Regions from separate parts of the Mus musculus genome. Here region 1 is linked to region 2. The links are chromatin contacts, called in public Hi-C maps. All regions are on one chromosome and are shown on one strand. Each heading gives the region's core, a stretch centred on a gene start, on an enhancer-like site or on the middle of the called end of the contact. The rest is flanking DNA. Distances are from core to core; before and after follow the strand shown. Region 1 has its middle 17 kb from the start of Mrpl46. Region 2 overlaps Ntrk3 (neurotrophic tyrosine kinase, receptor, type 3).

Region 1 (4,345 bases), core at 703-3,202, 250 kb before region 2:
CATACATCGATTCCTGCATACCTTGAAACTGATTTGATAATACACGTGCACCTTCTTGAACATTCACATCACACATACACTCATGAATATTCACCTCACGCATCATCTCAGGTCCTTTGCCTCTTGCTCTCAGATCCTCTGTGTGTGTGTGTGTGTGTGTGTGTGTGTGTGTGTGTGTGTGTGTTTGGGGGGAATGTGTGTGATAACCCCTTTAAATACACATCTCATGCTTTCTTACTGACTGGATTCTAACTGGATTTGGCCAGTGAGGGAGAGGTACTGGCAGGAGGTTAAAGGGAAGGGAAGCTAAGGCTAAATATTCCTTCCCACTGCGTGCATACATCGCCTGCTCAGCATCTCTGTGGTCCACAGCCGGCAGCCCTCTTTGATTCACATTCCTGCAGCATGGCTTGCTCCTGGTAGCATTGTTTTCTTCTGCTGTCCCCAGCCCTCAGGGTGATGGCTTTACTCTTGCTCCTCTCCAAATTGCCTCTCCATACCCTGTTTGGTTTCCAGCTCTCTCAACACCATGGGAACTCATTCTCCATGTTGAAAAGTCTCTTTTGAACGACATGGCGTGGGCTACATTTTCCTAACTGCATCCTGACTGATGTTGAGCCAACGCCACGACGATAATGGATTTCACGGTGTCACTTAAACACGCATGTAATGTATTTGGGAGTAACCACCTCCTCATCTTCTTCTTCCATAGTCATCTCTTCAATTTTGGGGGCATCTTCAATTATTTTTTTTCTCTACAGTATACATATGAGAGAGCACCTGTGATAGTATTTTTTGAATCCAGCTTATTTTACTTAATGTCCATTTTCCCATAAATGACATGAGTTTGTTCTTTGTGGCTAGGTAGCACTCCATTGTGTATACATACTACACTCTCTGTGTTCATCTGTGGGTGAACCATTTTGGCTTTTGTGAATCGTTGGTGATCAACACCAGCACGCAGAAGTCTCTGACATGTGTCAGTTTTGATTCCTTTTCAGATAATCCTCAGGAGCAACACTCACAGGAGAGCAGTCTCATCCCTTGCCCGTAGCTCTCTAGGTGTGGTTGAATCTCTGTTGAACTAAATCCTAGTTCATACCATTCAGTATTTTGCTGAGTTCAGTGGCACCTTCTCCTCTGCTTCTCCAGGGCTTTACTGAGCTAAAGCTTCAGGAAGCATCTCTGCCTTCTCTAGGTGGATACAGAGAACAGTGCCCAGCCTCACGACAGACTCCATCTTCTTGGATAGAGTCCATTTGATGGACAGTGTCCTTGCAGAAACTTAAAGGGGCATTTTATAGGACCAGATTTTTGCATCATTTAGCTAGATATGATTTCAGAAGCCACGTGGGTCATCACTACCTGGCTCCTCAGGAAAGAATGGGAGCCATCTCTATCTCCCTAAAGATTTATGGTGTGAGAACTGACCACCGAAACTAAATTCACATTTCATGGACACACCCTTGGGCAAACCACACTTTGATTCTGGCTTTCTTGTTCTCAAAATTATGAGAGATTGTTGCCAGTCATTTATTACTGTTTTCAAAATGCCAAGGGAACTGTATAATCTTGAACAAGTTCTATGCCAGCATGTGGGCCTCGTTTTCTGCATTGGCAGTGTAAGAATGTTGGATTCACGTCCTGGTTGGGGCAGCTGCTGGTTCATGTGCGTCAGGGATTGGGTGAGTCTGTGCAGTACACATCGTATCCACAGGGAGGCGCCACACACAAACGTATATCCCTCCTAGGTACGCTTGGCCAAAAGCTGGGCTGTGGGTCAGAAAGCCCCACTGGCTCTTAGGCTTTCTAGCGTGTTATTACCGCCAGGTGGCCATCTGTCCACAACAACGAGTCAAGGCACGATGGCCACTGCAAACACGCAACTGTATTGCAAGGAAGAAGTCACCAACCAAATCGTTAATGCATTAGCTTAATGCATCAGAAGGAGCTGACAGGATTAAGCTGAGATCACTAAAAGGGTGAGGCAGCTCAGGAGAGGTAGAAAGAACTGGGGGAAAGGGCAAGGACACCAGCTTGCAGGCAGGTTGCCGGCCGCGTACTGGACTCGATGTTACATATTCACAGGTTGGTAGGTTCACCCTGTGTTCTGAGTTTCTCTGACACTCGTGAGATACCAGTTGAAGAAGCAACTCTAGCTGACAGATGAGGGAAGAGCTGGAGGGAGGTGGCTTGCTAGCTAGTCAGTGGCAGAGCTCCATCTTAAGACCAGTCCTCATGTGCCATGATGCCAGGTTCAAGCAGCACACCCAGGATCCTGGAAGCAGCTAGTTTTTACCCGAGCATGGAGTGGGTTCGGTGGAATCTATTCGTCACAGCTCCTGGCATATGACAGGGAAACAGTGCTGACCTTGGCTTCACATGTAGCAGAGAGTGAATCGAAGTGGACTCTTTGAGTCACCTGCTTCTATCCCTTGTTATATTTTGAGACAATAAGGCCCAGAGTTAGTCATTTTGCCAAGGATGGAGCCAAAAGCAAGAGAGTAGGAAATCTTCATCCCCACCTGGGCTTTTGCTCAGATGTCCTGTGGGCTCTGCTTGGTTGTAGTGTGGGATTCCCAGCATTGTTTGGGAGCCTACGGGCCTGCCCAATTGCCCTCAAATGCCAGCCTCCTAGGTGCCAGCCTTGCCCTGCCGCCAGCATCTCCTCCCCTGCTGGCCAAGCTCCTTGGCCTTTGTTAAGACCTGTTGGGCAAAGCAGGGATTACCCAGCATGCCAGGCATGTAGAGGCCAGAGAACCAGGCTCTTGGCTCTGCACAGCTTTCCCTGGGATTACAAGATAATGCATTTGAAGAAACATTAACTCATCCAAGTTTATGGATTATATGGAAACGAAATCGTAGTAATCTCCTCAGCCATCTGGTCCTTGATGCCACTTAGCCAGGACCTCCCAGAAGCGCCCCTCCCCCCAGGTCCCCACACAGGGCTGGGGACAGGGATGGCCATGTTCCTTATTCCTCAGGCCAGGGCAGCATTTTCCAAGGGTCTTGGAAGGGCCAGTACAGTTTGTGCCTTCAGTATCAGAGAGGTGGGCAGGGCAGCTATAGCAGGGCAGAGATGTGGAAAACCATTCATTACCAATAATGCTGCATATGGGCCGTCAACCTGTGTTTGTAATGAAAACCCGACTTTGCAGTTTAGAAAGCATCATTAGGCACATTTCTAGGGTTGGAGTGCTGGGAGGGGAATTTTTCTCCAGATGAGATGCTTGCATCTTCCATCTTTCTAAAGAATCCCGAGCAATGGAATCCCAGCCCTTCTCTGCCTCCAAACCAGGGGATGCAGGTTCTCTGCAGCCAGGACTTTGAATTATGCACTTGTGGCAGAGTGCAATCTCCTGAAGCTGTCTAAAGGGGAGGAAGCGGAACAGGGTGATGTACAGGGGCAAAGCACATGGATTTTGGCTCTAGCCCACCTAGTACGAATTCACTGTCACCGTATGACCCTTAGCAAGTCATCCTTACCTTCTGTGGTTGTTACGTGGAATGAGTGTGTTTATTTAAATTAAAAATTGTTTATTTATCTACGCGTACAGATGCAGCAGTGCGTGTGTGGAAATAAGAGGGCAACTTAGACTACGTGGGTTCCTGAGACTGAACAGAGGCTGTCAAGCTTGGAAGCAAGCACCTTTACCTGCTCAGCCATCTTGCCGGCCCAGATGTGCTTTTTTAAAAAAATCGTTCATTCATTCATTCATTCATTCATTCATTCATTTTGTAGTGCTGGGGGGTTGAACTCATAGACTCACGATGCTATGCAAACACTTTAGCACTGAGCCACACCTGTAGCCCTTAAGTGTCTGCATTTAAAGAAGAATCTTCTACCTGTTGCCAGGGCCCCATTCATTCTGTCTATGAGTGAGGTTGTAGTGGATCCCTCACACCCGTGGCGTGCTGGTAGGTAAGCATTTGGAGGTGGTGGATGGGTGGTAGGTGTCCTTGATATGGTACCTCATGCTGATTTCCTTGGTGTAAATACTCCCGTCAGGGTTAGCTTTGAGGTCCCACTCACTGCAGAGCTGAGAAGAGGGGCATGCTAGTAGCTGTAAAGAGTTGGTTCCAGTGATGCTCAAGCCTGTGGCCCATGGGTGGGAGGAGGTTCCGTAACAAGTATTCCATGGCACAGATGTAGCTCAGAGGTGGAGAGTGCTTGCCTTGCATACGCAAGGCCCTGGGTTTGGTGCCAGCACTGGAAATAAAATGACAGGTGTTCATACTGGTTGGTAAATGGTCACTATTTCAAGAGCCCCTCCCTTATCCCATTAGCCTTGGCCTTCCTCCAGTGAGCATCTTAACCTCTCAGTCATCCATCTACCACAACAGT
Region 2 (4,655 bases), core at 485-2,984:
GCCGGCCAACGTCATTCGCAAATGTCAAGGCTGCACCTTCCCTGGCATGCATCTTCTCTCTCCTGCCCTCGCCCACCATAGGGATTTTCTTTCTTTTAAAAGTCAGTATATGTATATGTATATATTCATTTTTGATGTTGTTGTTGTATAACCTGGTGCATGTGTGTGTGTGTGTGCATGCACGCCTGTAAAGACAACCTAGAAGAATTAGTTCCCCCCTTTTCATCTTGTGTACTTCTAGAGATTACATTCAGGTTGTCAGACTCAATGCCAAGTGTTCTGTACCTGGTGATTCACAAGTGCTTTCTCGAGGTTGTTTTCCTGGAAGTCACGAATGACAGGTTTTCTGTCCTTCTATCCTGCCATGATGGGTCATTAAAGTCAAAGATGACCCTACTCTTTTGCAATAAAAAAAAATCTATGGCCAAGAAAAGACAACTTCTACCAGAAGCATGACGCTGTCTGTACTCAAAAACTAAGGAACGATGTCTCATAAAATCCCCTTAGCTTATGCCTTCCAGGGACTTCTATGTCCCCAGCCCTGAAAGGGCTCATGGTTGTTGTTGCTGATATTGCTTACCAGTAGTATTTTGTGGTACTGGGATTGAAGTTGGGGTCTTGGTCTTGGGTAAGCTAGATGAGGCACAGGGCTTCATCCCCACCACTCAGCCCCTTGTGAGCTCTTCAAGACACATCTTCAGTTCCCATGTCATTGTTATGAGGCAGGCAGTTTATTACCCCCATTTGACAGCTGGTAAAAGGAAGGCACAGACAGGTGAGGTGGCTGGGACAGGGTGTGATTGGTGGAGCACTCCTGGGGCTAGGATTAGCACTCTGGTGCTGCCTTGCTCTTGGCAGGGCCTGGCAACCCTTTTCCCCATAAAGGGCCAGAAAGTAAATCCCAGCCTTGTAGGCCATATGGTCTGTGCAGCAACGATCCAACTTTGCAACTTGAAAAAGGCTGTAGACGACAGTGAAGAGATATGAGCAAAGAAATGCCGATTTTTATCTAGTTCTCACAGGTCATGATGTATGGTTTTCCTTTGACTTAAAAAAAAACAAAATATGAAAATGAATCTTAGTTTTGAAGCTATACAAATGCAGACAGAACCCTGACCTGTAACCAGTCTGCAATGTGGCTGCGATACTGCTCTTCCCTGATTGAGGAGCACTCGGAAGCACCAGAGGATGCTGGAGATATTATTTAATGTACTGGAGGTCTCCGTACTGATGCTTCACTAACTTGTCACTTCTCAGTGTATGTAGGAGTCAGGAAGGGTCCATTTATAAGCACAGATCATAAAGACTGAAACAAAGTTTCAGGATGTAGGGACTGACATCTCTGCCACCATCAAAACACATTTATGAGATGCTAATAGGGGCCAAGAAAAGTGATTTCACTTATTTAAACAATCTGATTTATAGCTACTTGTTAGAAACAGTTCCATGTAGGAAGCTGGGCCCCCATGAATGCTGTACAAACATTGTGATCTCCTTGGTATTGGACATGGCCCATGGCCCGGGGAGATACACTGGAGAGGCTTAGTGGCACAGGTGGTCTTAGTCCTCTTGGCTTTCCTTACATCTGAAATGTTGTCAGTGTTCCTACCTCGGTGAGACCAGGGCATGAAAACTGCCTTGAAACCATGAGGCTTCCAGAGAGAAGGCATTAGAGTTAGAGGCCAATGCCAACCTGGCCACCTGGTCAATGTCCCCAGCAAATGCCAGTGCTTCTGGCTGCTCCACGGGGGCTCTTGGAGAATGTGTTTCAAAATGGGCTCTTGGCATACCTTGTCACTGTGCAGCTCTGAAATGTTGCCAGGAGTTCTGGCAGCCACAGGCACACTGCCTTTTTGGCTCTAGTTGGACTGGGCGGCAGATGGCAGAACCACTGGTGTGGTCGGGCAAGGGAGGGGCTGTCTGGGGAAAAGTAATGGTCACTTTTCTGGCCAGATTGTGCCTTGAGTAACTATATTCTTTAATGAAATGGTGCTGAGACCTTTTATATATCACAACCTCTGGTTATGGTGGCGGGAGGAGTCAGGTCCTAAGAGGGTTGGGATGGATCATTTCCTAGGATCTTCTGCTACCTCATGGAAGGTCATATTTCCTACACTATTAGAACAACAAAAGGGTCTTGGTGATCAACAACAGAATGGTTTTCAACTTGGACATGCCAAAAGCAGCAATGAAGGAATATTTGACTCTTGTCACTGTCAGGAACTAATAAAAATTAGACACATATTTATGATGAAACTTCTCTTCATAACAACAGTCTTGAGTTTCTTTGCTTTGAGCTGAATTTTTTTGCACTGGGTGGTTGACACTGGTTTGCATGTATTGATAAAGAGCTTCAATTAACAGTGACTTTTTTCTCTGATGAATCTGAGAATATGAATTAATTATTACTTAATAAATATAGTCTTCTTGCTAGACACAACCCTCTTTAAGATGGAGGTCTCGAGGGAAAGGCCTAGAAAGAGATCTTGGTGGTGAAAAGAAGAGGAGTTGAGGTGGTAGGGTACCTCTCCTTCGCAAAGAAACAGGAGACTCTGATTGGTTAATGTGCATGCTTAATCTTCATTCAAGTCTCAGAGATGAAACTTGAGCCTAGTTGCCATGGCACCCTCTTCCTACCTCCCCATGGTGCCTCTGAGTGCCCCATCTCTGGAGCTGCTTTTCTGTGCATTTCAATCCACTGGTTTTCTTGAGCTCCAAATGGAACGAACCATGGTTATGCAGACTGAGTGTTCGTCTGTGCCCTGGTGGGTGCATATGCCACATATGTCTTCTTCTTTATCTTGTTTGCACAGAAGCCATGCCCTTAGGCAAGCCACACCCCCTCCCTAAACCACATCATTTATATTGTATTTCTGTGCAGGCATTAAGAATATGAAAGAGTCTAAAAAGAGCCCGACTTTAGAAAATCCTGAATAGAAATAAGAGGGAAGTAAATTGAGTCAAAAATTTGAAGAATGGGTTTGAAGGGTTCTCGAGCTGGGGATAGATGCTAAGCACTCTGTCCTTAGGCTATACACTTAGAAGCCATGAGTCCTTCACTCCTATGTGGAACCCCACCATCCAGAGGGGAGAAGCTGAACTCAGGGTTAATTGGTGATTTGTCAGAAGTCATGGCTCATGCTCCAGGCTTCAAGCTCATGTCTGACTCTAAAGCTGGTATGCCACCTCTTGCTGTAGCGAACTGACCTTTTCTGTCTTCCTGCAGACACATAGAGAACTGGCGAGGCCTGCACACACTCAATGCTGTGGACATGGAGCTCTACACGGGACTCCAGAAGCTGTGAGTACACCAGGGTGGCTTGCTAGGAGACAATTGGGATGCTGCCTGTCATCCGAAGTAGTAGTAATGGAAAGCCTGCTGTTTCAGTGTTTCTTCTCATGAATCCTTTTTGGGGATGGTTGGCATCACCCATTTTGAGGATGTTAGGAGCCACCTTGGTCCAAACAGGCCTGGGGGCTTCCCAAGGTTAGGATTTCAAGGTTTCTCTGCTCCAAGGCATTCTGGGAATGTGTTTATCCTTCAGCTCTGTGCTTGGCGCAACCCTACACTCTATCCCCAGCCTTAGATTCCCACTAACCACTACAGTGGAGTTCAGTGTTTCAAACATGGGCAACCAAAAGTGAGGAGAAAGAGGAGAAAGCATAAAGAGACTGAAGCCTCCTTATCTCTGGAGCACCAGGTACCCTGATTCTCAATTGCTGGTTAAAATGGGTAGTGGTTAGCACCCAGCAATGACTGCTTATATCCCAACCTTCACCTAGTCAACAAAGGAATTGGGTTTATATCTCTCATTGAGCCCACATTTGGCAATCTAGGGTCATTAGTAATGAAAGGGTCTTGCCTTCTTTCTGGCTATAACCCCTGGGTTTATGCTAATCATCTTTTTTCTCTGTTCAGGACCATCAAGAATTCTGGACTCCGGAACATCCAGCCCAGAGCCTTCGCCAAGAACCCCCACTTGCGTTATATGTGAGTAGAACTGAAATTTTGGAGAGGGTGACAGGGTACATGCAAGGAAATAGTCCTGAACGATGAAGCTGGCTTTGATATTTGTTGTCCTTGGCCAAATCCTTTAACTTTCTTAGGCCTACAGTTTTACTTTGGGATTTGGTAACCTCAGAAGGTTTCAGAAGGAAGCCAGGGCTGAGTAGGTGAGCCTCCAGGCTTCCACGTGTCTACATTTTTCATAAAGAAATTTGGGATTTTATGGGAATGTAAATAACAGGGCTCAATGTGGACAGGACTCTATTGAGAGTATGTGTAGGATTTTAGGTATGTGTTTGGAATTACAGAAAAAAGGAAAGCAAGACCAGACCAAGTGTGCCTAAGAAGAGTTTAGGTTCAGTAAGAGCTGGGAGAAGTGGAAACATCCGCATAAGATCACAGGCCTCGATTTGAGATGGGACAGAGGAGACATGCTCTTGGTTATCTGTCTGCTTGTGCCTCCCTCACCCTGACTTCCCTCCTGGCTGTGACTGACTAGTGGGATGGCTTCTTAGGACAGTGGTTCTGGTTTGACCTTGCAGGAATGACATCATCTATGTTGATGCTTCTTCTCCAAGTCTAGATCTGGGTAGGTAGACTATAGGATTTGGAAGGAGGAAAGTCATTTCTTGTGAAGCAAGGGAGCATG

Evidence for each region. Hi-C and Micro-C count contacts between places; a contact is called where the count stands out from the background.
Region 1: a contact with region 2 is called in a Hi-C map of cerebellum, with 4 times the contacts expected there. The contact joins two enhancer-like sites. A contact is called at or near these places in 4 of 484 Hi-C or Micro-C datasets (cerebellum, cerebral cortex, cortical neurons and 1 more).

Annotation. Positions count from the first base shown.
Region 1 is chr7:78,763,883-78,768,227 of GRCm38.p6, reverse strand. No RefSeq gene overlaps it. Among named protein-coding and RNA genes, the nearest start is that of Mrpl46, 17 kb to the left of the region's middle. Within about 2 kb of position 1,952, at least 31 of the 459 cell types and tissues checked have an H3K27ac peak or open chromatin away from gene starts, as enhancers often do. A contact at or near this core is called in cerebellum, where this site is marked.
Region 2 is chr7:78,516,065-78,520,719 of GRCm38.p6, reverse strand. It overlaps Ntrk3 (neurotrophic tyrosine kinase, receptor, type 3), which reads left to right. Exons shown (of 17, transcript NM_008746.5): 2 at 3,227-3,301; 3 at 3,920-3,991. Among named protein-coding and RNA genes, the nearest start is that of Gm39038, 56 kb to the left of the region's middle. Within about 2 kb of position 1,734, at least 3 of the 459 cell types and tissues checked have an H3K27ac peak or open chromatin away from gene starts, as enhancers often do. A contact at or near this core is called in cerebellum, where this site is marked.